Regions from separate parts of the Mus musculus genome. Here region 1 is linked to region 2. The links are chromatin contacts, called in public HiChIP or PLAC-seq maps. All regions are on one chromosome and are shown on one strand. Each heading gives the region's core, a stretch centred on a gene start, on an enhancer-like site or on the middle of the called end of the contact. The rest is flanking DNA. Distances are from core to core; before and after follow the strand shown.

Evidence for each region. HiChIP or PLAC-seq counts read pairs in DNA pulled down with a chosen protein or histone mark.
Region 1: a contact with region 2 is called in a FOXA1 HiChIP or PLAC-seq map of pancreatic cancer cells. The contact joins two enhancer-like sites. A contact is called at or near these places in 1 of 484 Hi-C or Micro-C datasets (pancreatic cancer cells), 1 of 115 datasets of contacts at active chromatin or transcription factors (pancreatic cancer cells) and 1 of 9 other capture datasets (pancreatic islet).

What each region holds. Positions count from the first base shown.
Region 1 is chr1:127,755,576-127,758,698 of GRCm38.p6, forward strand. It overlaps Acmsd (amino carboxymuconate semialdehyde decarboxylase), which reads left to right. Exons shown (of 10, transcript NM_001033041.2): 7 at 2,429-2,524. All of the region lies in intron 1 of 2900009J06Rik (RIKEN cDNA 2900009J06 gene), which reads right to left. Among named protein-coding and RNA genes, the nearest start is that of 2900009J06Rik, 17 kb to the right of the region's middle. Within about 2 kb of position 1,421, at least 36 of the 459 cell types and tissues checked have an H3K27ac peak or open chromatin away from gene starts, as enhancers often do. A contact at or near this core is called in pancreatic cancer cells, where this site is marked.
Region 2 is chr1:127,620,934-127,624,246 of GRCm38.p6, forward strand. The region is part of intron 2 of Tmem163 (transmembrane protein 163); the gene reads right to left. Among named protein-coding and RNA genes, the nearest start is that of Tmem163, 55 kb to the right of the region's middle. Within about 2 kb of position 1,903, at least 15 of the 459 cell types and tissues checked have an H3K27ac peak or open chromatin away from gene starts, as enhancers often do. A contact at or near this core is called in pancreatic cancer cells, where this site is marked.

The DNA of each region.
Region 1 (3,123 bases), core at 171-2,670, 130 kb after region 2:
TGGATTTAGCCATGAGAGGAGAAGGCAATATAGGGGAGAGCGAAAGATGAAGACAAAGAGAAGGAAAATGAGAGGCTAAGACTAAGCAGCAATAGAATGAGAATGAGAAGCCAGGGAGGGGAGCTTCTAAGCTGAAGAAGGACCAGAGTAAGAGGCAGAAGGGGAAGAGCCAGGATGCCTGCAAGGACTCTGAAATGTGTAACAGGTACCTGTGATACTGAGAGATCTGGGGGCACTCTGGTATGCTAATGGCTACCACAGATAGCCCTTTGTCCCTTCTGCCAATGGTAGAGGAGAGCCCGGCTTCACAGTTTCCTGAGGAATGTTGACTTTTGTCTAACTGGCAGAATTTGAACCCGGCAATCTCCCTAAGCTCACAGATGAGGAAATTTAGAGAGCTGACTAATATTTGCTGACTGCCTCCAAGGTGAAGTCATAACCAGGAGCTTTACTAATGTCATTATTTACAAAACTGCACAAAAGTCCTACAAGACAGGAAGGAACGTCCTCTGGTGATACAACACAGGCTGGGACCAAACAATTTCCTCAAGGCCAAGAGGCAGAAAATGGCGAGAGCTGTCTATCCTGCCCAGAAGCCTAACTCCACACATCCAAAACTGAAAGGAGAGAGGCTGGGGACTTAGCTCCGGGGTAGAGTGCTTGCCTAGCAAGCACAAGGACCTGGGTTTGATCCTTAATATTGAAAAGAAAACTGAAGGCAAATAAATGTCACTGGAGAGTCAGGGCCAGGCCAGATGCTTCCAGCTTCTTGGGCTCTTATCCAAGGAGCTGAAAGTAAGAACTCATATAGATTTGCAAAATAACTCTATTAGGAGTGAAGGGCTACCACATGACAGTAAGTATTAGCTCATGTTTATTTTCTTGCTGTGAGTGAGGCTGCATTGAAACCACGGAACTGGACTGATCCATAGTGCCTGGAAAGAAAAGGTTAATTATAAATTTGAAGCTGGCATGTAACAATCTCTAGGGTAGTAGAGAATATTCAGGGGTATTTTGGGGGGTCCAAAGCTGCTGTGGCTACCTCTCAGGAGACAGGGAGGAGGGACTACTAACTGGCAACTGCCAGTGCTATCTCTTAGGAGCAGAGAGAAAAAGAGTGGGCGGGAGGGGGGTGATAAGGGAGTGGCCAGTTTTAAAGGGAGCATGGTAGCTGCAAGGTTAAGGGGATGAAGAACTTGTAAGCTGGAAAGGCCTGGGAGCTTAGGGCCAGAAGAGCCCAGAGGCTTTGAAACTCGCCATAGCTACAAGCTAAAAAGGACTAAAGGGGCCTGGAGGTCAGTGTAGGTTTTGATAGTAACTAGATGCCTCAGTTGCCTGAGATTGAAAGAAATAAGGGAACTAGCTCTTTGAGCCAGAGAGAAATATAGGCTCTGAGCGAGCAATGGGGGCTTTTATCTGTTTACCCAAGATCCTTCTTCATCAGCCTGAACCGAGCCTAGACTCATCTTGAGACAAGTGGCACTGCCTTTTGGGGTTTGGGACCTAACACTTACTGCTAATGTCCCTTCCCATAATGCATTTTATTTTAATTATGTACCTGCCCATCTTAAGATGACAAATAGAGGATTCTCCCTAATAGGTTACTAAATGCCACAGTTTTGTATATGTACTTCAAACCAGTTCAGGCCAGATAGGTCCTTCTGTTCTTCCTAGCTGGATATGTTAAGAATACACTTGAAAGCCAGGCGTGGTGGCGCACGCCTTTAATCCCAGCATGTGGGAGGCAGAGGCAGGTGGATTTCTAAGTTCAAGGCCAGCCTGGTCTACAGAGTGAGTTCCAGGACAGCCAGGGCTATACAGAGAAACCCTGTCTCAGGGATGGGGGGGAGGGATCTAAATTTGATTGTAACCAGGGCTGGGGAAGCTTACAACATCATTCAAAGATGTCAGTTGATGTAATCTGATGCAGGTAGGGGGCCTAGGAGTTCTGAGGTTGCTAGGTTCACTGTTTGAAGAAGTCTGTGTGTGTGTGTGTGTGTGTGTGTGTGTGTGTGTGTGTGTGTGTGTGTGTGTGTGTGCGTGTGTGTGCATAGCATGTGCAAGCAAAGGCTTGGACTATTAAGTGCATTATTACAAGGGCAGGTGTGTATGACCCCAACCAAATAGGCATTCCAAGCTAAGCTACCTCCAGTGCTTGCATGCCTCATCAGGACCAAAGCCAGGCTCTTTGTCCGTTCGATCTCTTAGACTACTCTCCCTGAAATACCAAATAGGGACCTTCAGATGAGTTTTCTTGGCCAAGCAATGCCCTATAGACATTTGAATCATTTCTGGAGCAGAGGGGCCCCATGTTATACATCACTGAAAATTCCCCAACTCAACTGCCATTCTGCAGGTACTCCTGTGACTGAAACGTGTCACTAAACCTTTCTTTCTCACAACACCAAGTAACTGTCTCCTCTTTTAGGAATGCCATCGGAGACCACCATGGCCATTTGCTCCATGATCATGGGTGGGGTGTTTGAGAAGTTTCCCAAACTCAAAGTGTGCTTCGCACACGGAGGTGAGACCCTATTTGTATCAGTTCATACCGGCCTAAGGAAATGCCTCAGTGACTTAAGGCTACATCTTCTCACGGCTGAGCCTGGCAACCTAAGAGCATAGTACTGATGGGGTTGGATTCTGGGGAGAGCTCCCTCCTAGCACATGGATGGCCACCTTCTCCCTGTGTTCTCATGTGACTCTTCCCTGTGAATACATGAGTGAGGAGAGGATAGAGGACAGTATTTGAAGAAGAGAAATGGTTCTGGTCTTTTCTTTTGTGTGCATGGTTAACATGTTTATTTGTATATGTGTGTGTGTGTGGAGGCCAAGGACAATGTTGGGTATTGTTCCCCGGTACCATCTGCCTTTTTTGTTTTTTTTTTTTTTGTTTTTTGTTTTTTTAAACAAGGTCTTTCAGCTAGGTGACGGTGACACATGCCCTTGATCCCAGCTCACCTGGTTATTTTCTTACTGTGAGTGAGGCTGCATTGAAACCACAGAACTGGACTGATCCATGCTGTGTGGAAAGAAAATGCCATGTGGCTATCTCTAGGGTAGTAGAGAGAGAATAACCAGGGCATTTTAGAGAGTACAAAGCTGTCATGGCTACCTCAGAAG
Region 2 (3,313 bases), core at 653-3,152:
ACCAGCCCCGGAGTGGTACCACCACAGTGGGCATGGCCCACCCATATCAATTATTAGCCAAGAAAATGCCCTGCAGAGTTCCCAGTCTGATGGAGGCATTTTCTTATTTGAGGTTCTTCTTCCCATATGACTCTTGCTTATACTGAATTGACCCCAAAAAGTAGCACAAAGCTACTCACAATATACAACCTCTTTAAATTCTATAGAATAAGCTCTTTTTTTTTCCATCTATGAATTAAGCATTGAACAGATTGCATAAAATTAACTCTCACACATTCTTTTTTAAAGTGTGGGTGAGTGTGTGTGTGTGTGTGTGTATGAATTTATGTGCATAAGAGAACAAATTCCCCCCAAAAGTCAGAACAGGGCGTTGGGTCAGTGGAAACTGGAGTTCAGGCGGTTGTAAGTTGCCAGATAAGGATGTTGGGAACTGAACAGAGATCCTCTGCAAGAGCAGACATGCTCTTAACCACGGAGCTATTCCTCCACCTCCTGGAACACAGACTCAAGTTTAGTTTACCCAGAGGCCCCAGGTCCACACATTCTTCTGGGGACATGCACAACATTAAGACAGCAGGCTTGAATGGAGTCAGAATTGGAATTACATGACAAGATCCGACACACTCCTTAAAGGAGCTGTTCACAGGTTTGCTCATTTGCATGTATTCTGTTTCCACACTAGAAAAATCAGATGTAATTTCTCTTTTTTGGTAGATATTTTGAGCAAGTAGGAAGTGATTTTCTCCTTAGCTGAGTTGCTCTCAACAGTCAATGGCTACTGCAGCAGGGACATCACTTTTCTTCAGTAGTGTGGCCACTGATAAGTTGCCCCTGATCCCATAAATGACTCCTTACCCAGGTTCACACAAGCAACTCTAATTAAACTCAGTGGGTTTTTTTTTTTTTTAAGAACATTAAAGTAGGGGGAGGAAGAGGAGGTTTTTTAAAGGAAGAGTGGATAGTAGATTTTTTTTCAAAAGGGAATGGGGTGAATATGATCAGAATACATTATATGCGTCTATGAAATTGACAAAGCATAAATACAAAGTTAATTTAAGAGAAAGCGGTCTCTTTATCCAAGCTCTGTAACGGAGCTGAAGAGACAGCTTAGAAGCTACATTGCCTGTACCAGCCTGTGGGCTTAAGTTAGATCCCCAGGGCTCACACAAAAGGCCAGGTAAGTGGGTACACACTACACTTTTAATCCCAGCTAGGGAGGTAGAGCCAAGAGGATCCCTGGAGCTTAGTGGCCAGCCAGCCCTTAACTGCTGAGCTCCAGGCCAGTGAGAGGCCCTGCCTCAAAGAAGATGAAGCTTGAGCAACAATATATAAGGCTGCTCTGGCCTCCACCTCCACCTGCACACACATGCACAAATATACACATGAACATATACACACGCACACACAAGCATATGGAGGGGGGTAGGATAATATAATGAAAGAATAGGAGAGGTATATATTAAATGCAGAAAAGAGACTAGCTCACCCTGACAGAGACAAGGCTAATGAGGGCATCTGTCAAAAGGAGCTCTAGCCTTCTGTCCTGCTCTGTTTTTAAGACGATTAGTCACACAATATCGAAGTACGTACACAGGAGGGAAAAGCAGGCTCCCTCCGAGCATGACTGAAATGTTAACAGTGATTCATGCTGGGATTTAGGAAGTGAGTAATTGTGACTCTCCCCTTTATGGTTTTTCTCCTAGGAAGGAGATAAGGAAAGGTACAGGGAGGACTGGTTCATCGCTGCCTTGATACCCACTGGCCCTCTCAAGAATGCTGATATCCCATGACTGGAGAGATGCTTGGTGGGCAAGATCCCTGCCGTGAAATCATGAAGACCCTGGTTCTATCTCTAGCATCTATGTAAAAAAGTAATGGGTGTGATGTCATGGCATGTGTTTGTTTTATCAACACAGGGCAAGGAGGAAACAAGAGGACAACCCCCCACCCCACCCCCAGGCAGACTCACATCAGTGAGCTCCAGGTTGAGTGAGAGACCCTATCTCAAAAATAAGGTGAAGTGTGATAAAGACATCTACATCAGCTTCTGGCCTCTACATGTACACACACACAGAGACACACATACAGACACACAGACACACACACACACTTACCACATTACAAGCTTCATGAGAAACAAAAACAAAAAACAAAAAACAAAAACAAACAAGTTTCCAACAAGGCTTTTGCATCACAGAGGGTCTAAATCATCAAACGGTAACATCTTTAGGCTGGGCCTGGCACACGGAGACTCCTTGTTAAGCTAAAACTCCCTCTGGTTTCTTTGAGAACACGTGTAAATTAAGTCTGTGTAGCAATACTCCCCCAACACCACACATGCTTCCAATGCCAAGGGACACAGCTGGCAGCTCAGCTTGACGCTCTCCTCTGGGAATCTGCAGGTCTACAGGACTGTCAGGTCTCTGTGTGACCAAGTTTCTACCTCAGGTATCTGTGTTGCCTCAAGGCGACCCACAGAGAAGAATCAAGCAGAGGTTGGACTTCCCCAACAAAAGTTGAATTCTGTTCCTGCCTGAGAAGCCTTAGAGGGAGTGCAGCTTCAAGCTGGTCAAACTGGCTATGTTGTTTAGGAATTGTTAATACAAGTACTTCAAAGCCTGCTTCTATACCCTCCTGATAGGAATGAAGATATCTAAATAGACTGTCTTAGTTAGGACTATCACTGCTTCAATGAAACACCATGACCAAAGCAACTTGAGAAGGAAAGGGCTTATTCAGCTTCCACTTCCACACTATGGTTCATCAGCAAAAGAAATCAGGACAGGAACTCCAATGAGGCAGGAGCTGATGCAGAGGCCATGGAGGGGTGCTGCTTACTCGCTTGCTCTCCATGGCTTGCTTAGCCTGCTTTCTTATAGACTCCTGGACCATCAGTCCAGGGATGGTATCACCCACAATGGACTGGGCCCTCCCCTATCAATTACTAATTAAGAAAATGCCCTTCAGGCCTGACTATAGCCTGATCTGATGGAGGTAATTTCTCAATTGAGATTCCCTCCTCTCTGATGACTCCACCTTGTGTCAAGTTGACATAAAACTAGCCAGAACAGAGACACTATGCCCATCTTCACCTTGGCTACCAGACTACAGAAGAGTGGTGCCCCCAAAATTGGATTCCCACCTTCCAAAAAGGGAAAGGCTAAAACTTGTTGCCAGGCAGAGGAGGGCCTTGTCTCCCAAGAAATGTCATCAAACCATCTTGCATAAGAAACTGGAGTCCAGGCAGTAATGGGTTAGTAATGGTTGGGACCACATCATGGCTGAGACTGCTTAGCTATGCATGCCTCTTGCC